Regions from separate parts of the Sus scrofa genome. Here region 2 is linked to region 1. Evidence: chromatin contacts called from public Hi-C data. All regions are on one chromosome and are shown on one strand. Each heading gives the region's core, a stretch centred on a gene start, on an enhancer-like site or on the middle of the called end of the contact. The rest is flanking DNA. Distances are from core to core; before and after follow the strand shown.

Evidence for each region. Hi-C and Micro-C count contacts between places; a contact is called where the count stands out from the background.
Region 2: a Hi-C map of fetal liver shows a contact between it and region 1, with 2.1 times the contacts expected there. The contact joins two enhancer-like sites. A contact is called at or near these places in 1 of 5 promoter capture datasets (liver), 11 of 47 Hi-C or Micro-C datasets (alveolar macrophages, brain, embryonic fibroblasts and 7 more) and 1 of 2 datasets of contacts at active chromatin or transcription factors (skeletal muscle).

Annotation. Positions count from the first base shown.
Region 1 is chr6:3,291,740-3,297,038 of Sscrofa11.1, forward strand. The region is part of intron 2 of GSE1 (genetic suppressor element 1); the gene reads right to left. Among named protein-coding and RNA genes, the nearest start is that of GINS2, 76 kb to the left of the region's middle. Within about 2 kb of position 2,477, at least 2 of the 83 cell types and tissues checked have an H3K27ac peak or open chromatin away from gene starts, as enhancers often do. A contact at or near this core is called in fetal liver, where this site is marked.
Region 2 is chr6:3,524,861-3,529,554 of Sscrofa11.1, forward strand. All of the region lies in intron 1 of GSE1 (genetic suppressor element 1), which reads right to left. Among named protein-coding and RNA genes, the nearest start is that of GSE1, 130 kb to the right of the region's middle. Within about 2 kb of position 1,476, at least 33 of the 83 cell types and tissues checked have an H3K27ac peak or open chromatin away from gene starts, as enhancers often do. A contact at or near this core is called in fetal liver, where this site is marked.

The sequences.
Region 1 (5,299 bases), core at 1,227-3,726:
GGGCAGCTCACCTCTTCCCCCCACCCCACCGCCCCACGAAGTGGCAGGGGGCAGTCACACAGGCCTGCCACCTCTGGGATGCAGAAGTCCCTCCAGTGTTCCCATCTGATGGAGAATTTCACCTTGACCTGTATTCAACTTGGCCGTCGTCTGGTCTAGCACGTCCCTCTGTGCCTAAGTGAAGGGAGAGAGACCACACAGCCGACGTAAAAAAGCTACACAAATACATTCAAAGATAAACGGACCCCAGAAATCTGGCAGGAAGAATCCGTTCCTGCCCCTGGGTTTTATCCTTCACGGATGTCTGGTGGGGGGCAGCAGCGTGAGCCCCCGTGGGGCGAGAGGAGGCAGACAGATGAGCTCCTGTTTCTCCCAGTTGATGGCCAAACAGGGTAATCCCGACCCTGCCAGCCAGACCCTCAGGGAACAAGAGGACAGAGTGAGAACCACCCCAGGACATCTCATCCTTCCTGTCCCCAAACAGGCCGGTGGCACAGCAGGGGGCGCCTGGGGCCCTAGCTCAGCTGGGGGTGGGGGGGGAGATGGTGGAGACGCCCGGGGGGGCCCTAAGGAGGCCCCACCCACTCCGCCTGCAGGCCTGATTCTCCTCAGCTTTTGACACATGGATTTTCCTTCAGAAGCCTCCACCTGCCAATGTCGATAGGGCCCTCCCTGACCAAAAGCCAACTGATGGAAGGAAACCTTTTGCTGCTGCCTGCGGGCACAGATGTGCCAACTGGACAGGAAGGGCAGGGCTAGAAGAGGCACCACCAGCAATCCCACCCACCACCACAGGGTGGGGCAGGGGGCAGCAAGTCCCCCCAGAGGGGTGGGTATGCGCGTCCATGCGTGTCCAAGACCCTGGTAGTGGGCCAGGCCCCAGAAGAACCCTTTGGTTCCTGCAGCCTCACCAGGGGGAGGGTCAGTGGGGGCTCCAGGGAGCCCCTGGGAGGCCACAGAGGGCAGTGGACCGAGCCTTCCGGTGTCCTCGGTTAAAATCCCAGGACTCCTAGAGCCACCAAGTCGGGGATGACCTGGCGCGCTTCCTGACAAACCCCACCACGAGTGCCCTCCGTGCCAGGCGCTGCTCTGAGCGCTCTATAAGAACGCGGTTAACCCTCTACAGCCCAACAACGTGGGCGCCACGGCCATTCCTCCTTTAGAGAGAAAACCCAGGCCCGCAAGTGTGCCAGTCACACAGGTTCAGCCAGAGGTGACTGCCCTGGTCAGAGACAGACCAACAGGCACTAAGAGCAGACACGGGCTCTTCCCCCAGCCCCCGGAGGGCTTCGGCCCTTCCTCTTTGTTGACCCGTTCAGGCACGGGCCTGTGACACGCATTATGTCACCTCAATCCTTGACTCCAAAAAGCCACTGCCTCCCCATCCTACAGGAAGGCAGCAGCTGGGGGTGGCGGGGGCGCGCAGCAGCCCCGACCTCGGTGAGAGGGCCTATGCCATCACTGACCCACGAGGAGTCTGGCAACCCCCAAAAAAGCCACTGCAACGTGCAACTTCTCACACCTCCAGCTGGAGGAACCGGTTCCAGGAAGGGAAGGCTTGGCCAGCGCTCCAGAGACAGAGAAGCCACCCATCCAAGCACAACCCGCACGGGAAGGCCCCTTTAGGAGAAGGGCTTGCAGCTCACCTGGGGCAACTCTGGGGCCAACAGCAAACTCTGGCCTCCCACGTGGGACCGCAATTCTCCTGAGGAAGCAGCAGCCCCCCCTCTCCACCGAGGATGCCTCACCCACGGCTCCCCACCCCCAGCAGAAGGCCCTTGGAGCTCAGCTGGGGCTTTGGAAGCTCAGATACCCGGGCCCCAACCCTAGAGATTTGGGTCTTCACCGGTCACAGGTGCGGCCTGGGCTGGGGGGCTGGGGGTTTAAAAAGTCCCCAGGTGAATCTAAAATGTAGTCAAGAATGAACACCTGGTCTGAGGGCTTCCTGCTCCCCCCACATCTCCTTCCTCAGTTAAGTCCCTCCCAGAGTCCGCCAGGTCCCCCGGGGACCCCTTCAAAGCCTCAAGTTCAGCCAGAAGCCCTCTCTTCCATAGAGGCTTGCACATGCTGGTTCCCGCCAGGCCTACCCACCCTCTCCGGAGGCTGCTCTCACTTCGCCCAGCTCTGCAGGAGCTTCCCCTCTGGATGTGCTCTAGGCTTTGGGGAGGGAGAGGCGGCGGGGGGTGGGGTTGGTCTCAGGGACCCCGGGCTTCGCAGCTGACAGGAGAGTGCCAGGCAGAGGAGCAGCCCCAGCAAAGGCAGGGACAGGGCACAGAGCAGGGAGGCCTGTGGTTCCATCCTGCTGGAGCAGAGGCGCACGTCAAGAGGCTGGTGGGGGAACGAAGCTGCAGAGGCGAGATTAAAAGGCCCCCGGCGCGCCGTTTGGCAGGCGTGCAAAGGGCCGCTCGGGATGCGCTCCGGTCTTATCTGCATGTACACCTCCGAGCAGCCGGCGCGGGCCAGGTTCATAGCAGGCGCTCAATAAATTCTCACTGACAGGAACACGTCCCCTCCCGCCTGTGGCCTCGATCGGGGAGAAAGGCCAGTGTGGGGAAGCGGAGCCAGGGGCTCGGCGGCCCGCACCACACTCGACGAGAGAGGAGAGAAATGGAAGCGAGTGGCCAAGCTGAAATGTCACCTGGAACACAGATCCCTGCAGCTCGGGAAAACAGCTCTGCTGGCACGCCGGGCAAGGGGGGCCGGGCAAGGGGGGCCGGCCGGCTTCACGCAGCCCTGTGGTTTAGAGGCTGCTGTGTTGCCATAACACAGGTAATTAACGCGCTACCACCCAACCCCAGCCCGCTGTGGACTTCGAATAACCCAGACTGGGAATTCCAAGCCTTCGCATGGGGCCAGGCAAAACCTGCCTTGCTGGCTGACTCCACAAGCCCCTACGCGTTCCCGGGGCGAGAGAGAGCGCTAGCAGCCAGGTCTCACTCACCTGCGTTCCTCTGGCAAAGTAGGAGCCGCGGGCACCCACCTCTCAGGTAGGGGCTCTAAGCCCGGAGGCCCTTCCTCCTTCAGAGCAGGGGAGCAGGGACCTCGCCTACCCAAGGGTCGAGGGCCATCAGGGGACCCAGTGGGCTGGGGAGGTGCCCGGCTGGGAGGTGCAGAACGCAGATATGCCACAGAGTGGCGCTGTGCCAGCTTTGCTCTGGCTTCTCTGGCCGGCGATGCTGAACCCAGGGGTAGGAGGCTTCTTTGGCTCCGAAACCCCAAGGTTCCAAGGTTCTCTCGGGTGGATCTACAGCCTCTGACCTTGCCCTTGAGACCGGGAAGTTACTGAAGGCCATAGACATGGTTTGGCAAAGGGTGCTGGAGCTTCTGAAGGGGTCTGCTTCTTGCTGTGAACGTGGGTGCGGCCCCCACCTGCCTCTGGGCCTCAATGTGCTCACCCAATAGGGAACTGATTCCCAGTCTCCTCTGCAAGTGAGACTCACCTGGGGAACTCTGAGAGCTCCCCAGGCCGCGGCCACGAACCCGGCAGCTGTGGCTTTACTGGGTTAGGGAAGCCTGGTCACCAGCAGCTGTAGGAAAGCAAGCTTGGGGCATCTATAAACCCTCTTCAGCTGTGCCAAGCCAGGATTCGGTGAGCTGGCCCCCACAGGTCAGGGCCTGCGCCGTCGGGGACGGCCGAGCTGCCCTGCTCGGAGCCCGGCCTCACAGAATGACGGTGCCTGGAACCAGGACACCGGCTTCCCAGCCTCCCTGCCTAAGGCGGGGCTGACCCCGGGTCACCGCCCTGGCTGCTCACCAGCTCCAGGCTCCAGACCTGCACCGCCCCTAAGGTTCACCAAAAGGAAAATCCTGGCTGGCTCCCGAGGCCCCCTTCGCATGTTGCCGCAGTAGACAAAGTGGCCAAGGCCAACTCAGCACCCCCCCTTCACCCAGAGGTCAGGACGGCACTGATAGGGGGCCACTGGGACGCATCCGTGTAGCTGTTATCACAGAGCCCGGCCTGCAGACAGCTTCCTAGTCCCCGGGGCAGACGGGCGGGGTGGTGACTCCCCGCACAATCCACCAGCAGCCGCACGCAGATGACACACGGGCTGCCAGTCGGAGCCTGCGCCCTGGGCCCCCCTCACCTGTGGCAGGGCGGCTGAGTCAGGCAGCAGCCTGCGCCTCAGGTTCTGCCATCCCCAAAGGAGGAGGCAGCCCGTAAAGACAGGCTGAGCAACGCTTCCGTGGCCTGAGCTGAAGTAACACCAAGGGAGGCCCAGGGGCAGCCTGCTCACCTGGGCCCCCCCACCTTCCAGCGGGAGGAGGGGAAGAATCCCGGGAGAGGGCCCAGCCGGCCAACTGGGGACATTTCAAAGTACCCCAACAAGACCTGCTGCCCCGGAAATCGGCTTGTGGGGGGGGGTTCCCAGCCAGAATCCGCGGGGCCCTTTGTTCCAGGCTTTCACAAAAGAAGCGCCCCCCTTTTCATCTGGTGGTCCCGCTTTTTGTTTCCAAACCAGAGCCTGTGTGGGCCCCAGATAAGGCACTGCAGGGGTTAACAAGGGTTTAAAGTATTTTAGCCGCACTTACCAGACAAAGGCTAGTTTACAAAACAAGAGCCAAATCGACTCAACTCGGCCGGTATCCGCCGCCCAGCCGGCGGGCAGGTGCTCCTGCGCGGCGCACACACAGCCTTCCAAACTTAACGCCGGCGCTCAGCAAGGGGCCCCAGCGCATCACGGGTTTTTTTGGCGGGGGGCGGGGGGTCGCGGCAACGCTTCACCCAACCGGGGGAACCTCTCCTCCCCACGACCTGCGCCTCGACCTCCACAGCGCGCTAGGAGCGGTCCCCTTGTGCCCCCGCCCCCCAGCCCCGGAGGGGGACTGGGCAGTGGGAAGGGGGAGGAGGGACGGGGAGCCCGACTCCCGCTCCGCCTCCACGAAGGGAATTTAATTAGCCTGCTGGAGAGGCGGGCGGGCGGGCGGCCGAGGAGGTGTCTCTGGTGCTGCAATATAATTGAATCGGCTCCACTCGGTCGGGCCACTCGCCGCCCATCGCGCGCCGCCGGCCTGGGGGTGGGGAGGCGCATCCAGGCGAAGCAGGAAGGGCCGGGGAGGGAAAAAGGGCAGTGCGAGGAGGGGGCGGCGGATGCGATCACCTCCCACCTCCGAGGCCGGGGCAGCCATCTTCAGCAGGGGGAGGAGCAGGGGAGCCTCTCCGAGCCGACCCGGGAGCAGAAAGGGAGGAGCGGCGCGGCGGGGCCCGGGCGCGCCCTTGCGGGGCGTGAGGGTCGGAGACCCGGGAGGCGGCAGTCCCGCCCTCCCGGCCGGCTCCCTCGCTCCGGGGGAAGGGGGAGGG
Region 2 (4,694 bases), core at 226-2,725, 230 kb after region 1:
GCCTTGCAGCACGGGCCTCTGGCGCCCCCTGGCCACACCCACGACGGGGTGGGGGGGAGTGTGTGCCCCCTGCCAGGGAGGGAAGCTGTGCCCTTGTTCTGCCCACACGCTGCAAAGCCCCCCTCCCCCAGCCCTTGTTCCTGGGGAGCCCCAGTTACAGTTTTAATGAATTCCTTGCCCTCTGATTAGCAGGTGCGGCTTTGAAAGGGAGCGCCTGGCGTTTCCCTTGCAAGGAGCCTTTAATAACCAAACCCAAGGACTCGTGGGCTGGCTGCCGCCTAATCCCCATCTGAACGGCAGGCTTAATGAGCCCTGGCACCAGCAAACCCCGTCCTGCCCTCTCCCAGCCGCCTGGAGCGCCCCTGGGGCTCGTTACCAAGCAGTTTCCGCCCTGCCGGGAGAGGCCCCAGCCGTCCAGGGGACTGAGGTCTGGGGGCCAGCATGTGCCCAGACTGGGTAGCATCCTACAGGCCACTCTGTGTCCCCGGGCCAGCAGGGCCCCCTCTCCAACACTGCCTAGCACCAACCAGAAGCCCAGGCCGTTCTGCTCTGTCCAGTGGCTGACGGATGCCCTGACACCATCTGTATGATCCTGAGTTGTCCCTGGTCCCTGGGGATGCCCGGGGGGCTGAGACCTGTATACACAGGGACATGGATCCGGCGCAGCCACCTCTGGGCTTAATCTCACTCAGCAGCCCTGGGAGGCAGGCAGTGTTAACGCCCCCTTTACAGATGACAAAATCAAGGTGCAGAACAGCCGAAGCCTTTGCTGGCAGCTAAAGGGTGGCAGAAGGCTCCAACAGGGTTGGTCGCATTCCTAGGCTCAGCTCTTGCCGCGGGGCCCAGGGAGCTGTGGGGAGGGACGGGGCAGAGTTCGAAGGTTCAAACAGCCTGTCGCCTGAATCTCTGGCCACACTAGGGGTGGGACCCACCACCGAAGCCTGTCTCATCGGAAGCTTCCAGGCCAGGGGGCCCTCCGCCACCCTCCTGCAGATCCAGGGGTCACCTACTGCGAGGCTGGGGTGGGGGTGGGGCAGCACGGAGGTCTGGAGGGTCCCCTCTGTCCCCAACCACCCCATCATCGGCGGGAGGCTGGGGGTGGAGCTGCGGGCTGGGTGGCAGCCTCGTAAATCAAGGGAGAGGCGGGGCACACAAAGACCCCCGGAGGTGAGGGGTGGCTCGGTGGCGGGGTCGGGGGGGGGGGCACCCAGGCCCCTCGCCTCTCTCCAATTCCCTCCCCAGGGTGTGCCCTGCAGGGCCCAGAGAGGGGCCTGCTCCCCGAGAAGGAATATTCTAGAACACGGGGGGTTTATTTCTCTGAAACTAAATGGATCCGCCTCGGGGTTCTGGAAGGAGGCGGAGGCACCTCCCACCCCATTTTGTGCGGCAGTTCCCTCCTCCCCTTGCTTCTGAATAGCCCGCCCGTCCGCCCAGAGCTTGAAAGGCGTTTGGAGTGTTTAGGCGGGAGAGGAGAGGCCTCTGCTGGCTTCCTTTGTTGGGAAAGGGCCCCCGCTGGGCCTTTATCTGGCTCTGCCGGCTCTTCCTGCAGCTGCTGAGACACCTCCGGCAGGAGGCTCAGGAAGCCCGCCCGCCAGGCCTCCCGTCCCTGCTGGGGTGGGGTGGGTGGGTGGGGGGTCCAGCCAGGCCAGCACCTCCGGCCCCTCCACTCCCGGGGCGGGCAAGGGGCTCAGTTTGGAAGCGGATGGGTCTGCCGGGTCTGGCCACCCCGGGTCCCCTGGCCTGGCAGGACCTGAGCTCCCTGGCATCCGTCAGGCTGGGGCAGGGTACCAAGCAGTCATTGAGCACCGGCTGCATGCAGCACCGGCCAGGTCACTGTGGGAGAGCGACGGGCAGGTCCGAGGGGCCGGCTGGGCCCTGGCCTGGGGGTCTGCTGGATTCAGGTGGCCCGGTCGTCTGAGCTGGGCACTGGGGGAGGGGCGGGGGTCCTGCCGCAAAGACGGCGGGGCCCCCTCCTCCCAGGAGCTGGCGGGCGAGCAGGAGAGAGGCCATCCCTCCGCACACCCTGATAAGCGCCAGGGAACCGGGACGGCCTGCCCGCCTCTCCGCCCCTCAGCTTCCCCCCGCTCCCCGGCCCCGTGCAGTGGGCTGTGGGGTGCAGGCCCGGTGACCTGTGAGCACCCTTCCAGCCCTGACCCTCCGGGCTGCGAGGACAGATGATATTTCCCAAAATGGGCCGCACTGCTCCCTCCCAGGCCACACGCGCGTCCAGATCGTTCCAGCTTGGCCCCCTCCTTGACGCTGGAAGGGGCAGGGGCATTGTGAGACCGGCCCTGATGGAGTCAGGGAAGTGGATGCCAGGGGGCCAAGGAGGCCTGGTCATGAGGGTGGTACAGCTTCTGCCCGGCTCTGCCTCAGGACCCTTGGTCTTAGGACCCAGCCACCCTGCTGTGCTGGGGTTGGGGAGGGCACACCGCCACACTCCCAGCCCTGCCACTGCCCGGGCCACCAGCCCTGTGGGCATGAGGGTGCCGTCTGGGAGGTGCATCCTCCAGCCCTAGTCCAGATGCGAAAGCTTGGGGAGCAGAGACGGGTCCCCCCTGCCCAGCCTCACCCGAATTGTCCATCTGTCAGCCAAAGCGGTGGTTTCCTGCTCCCGACTTCGGGGTGTCTGGTCACACAGCTGTCACCCAGATGACCGGGAGAAACCGTCCCCTGACGGGGAGCCCAGAGCACTTAGCACGTGCCCACAAATACTAGTTAATATGAGTAAATACTAGTTAGACTGACGCTAAAACATGAGTTAAACTCAGACAGGAAGTGCTTCCTAAGGGCCAGGCACTGTTCGAAGCATTTTCATTTTCCAGATTAAGAAACTGAAGCACAGAGAGGGAAAGGAACCCTCCTAAGGTCACACAGCCAGAAAGTGGGGGGAGCTGGGATCTGAACCAGGCCAGTGGCTCCAGAGTCTTCCCCTCTAACCTTTAGGTTTTACGGCCCCTCCCCAAGGGTTGGGAGGATCCCAGGTCTGGGAAAAGCCAGAATTTCCTGATGCCAGAAAAACCTGTTCTTTCCACTGAAGTGATGTTACGTGCCAACTGTCAGGCCATTTTTCTGTCCTTGTCCACTTTCTCATGTGAACATATGCTAAAAAGGCAAGTATTAAATATCCTTTCCCACATCACAGGACCCAGGTTTTGCTCAAAAAAACATGATTGTGAGATGAACAACTCAGAGGGACAGTCATAAGCCTCCAGAGGTCAGAGAGGTCTGGGACATAAAGAACGAAAAGGGTGCAGTCCAGGCCCAAAGCTTGCTCTTGCCACGGAGCCTTCTTTAAAAAACAGAGATACAGGAGTTCCCGTCGTGGCGCAGTGGTTAACGAATCCGACGAGGAACCATGAGATTTCGGGTTCCATCCCTGGCCTTGCTCAGTGGGTTAAGGATCCGGCGTTGCCGTGAGCTGTGGTGTAGTGTGCGGATGCGGCTCGGATTCCACGTTGCCATGGCTGTGGTGTAGGCCCGTGGCTACAGCTCCAATTCGACCCCTAGCCTGGGAACCACCATATGCCATGGGAGCAGACCTAGAAAAGGCAAAAAGACACACATACACACACAGAACAAAAACAAAAAACAGAGATACACCTGGGCATATACCTGCACAAAACCATAATTCAAAAAGATAAACACACACCTGTGTTCGTAGCAGCACTATTCACAACAGCCAAGGCACAGAAACCACCACAATGTCCATTGAGGAAAAGCTGTAAATGGGGTTGTGATGATCACTGAACAGCCATAAATGTAATAAAATTTACTGAGTTAAAAAAAATGTCCATTGACACACGAATGGACTAAGAAGATGTGGTATATCTATACAATGGAATACTACTCAGCCATAAAAAGGAACGAAATAATTGCACTTGCAACAACACGGATGCAACCAGAGATTCTCATACTACGTGAAGTCAGAAAGAGAAAGGCAAGTACCACATGATATCACTTACATGCAGAATCTAAAATACAGCACAAGTGGACCTAGCTACAAAACAGAAACATGCGTTCCCTTTGGGGCTCAGCAGTTAACGAACCCAACGAGGATCCATGAGGAGGCGGGTTCCATCCCTGGCCTCACTCCGTGGGTTAAGGATCCGGCGTGGCCGTGAGTTGCGGTGTAGGTCACAGATGCGGCTCAGATCCGGCGTGGTTGTGGCTGTGGTAGAGGCCGGCGGCCGTAGCTCCGATTCGACCCCGAGCCTGGGAACTTCCGTGTGCCACAGGTGTGGCTCCAAAAAGCAAAAGCAAACAAACAAAAAAATGAAACAGACTCACAGACATAGAGAACAGACGTGCAGATGCCAAGCGGGAGGGGGCTGGGGGAGGATGGAGTGGGAGGTTGGGGTTGGCAGATGTGACCTATGATAAACCGAACAGATAAATGACCAGGTCCCACTGCAGAGTCAATATCCTGTGATAAACCATAATGGAACAGAAGACGAAAAGAGAGTGTTTATAAAACTGAAATCAGTTGGCCGTACCGCGGAAATTAACACAACAGTATAAACCCACTAGACTTCAATTGAAAAATAAATCAAATACAGTTTATGGGGAAAAAAACAGACCCACGACTTACATGTCACACAATGCAGCATTTTGAAGCACACAACCCGGGGACGGTTAGTGTATTACGATGCCGATGCCGTGTGCCCCTCACCACTCGCGAATCCCAGAGCGCG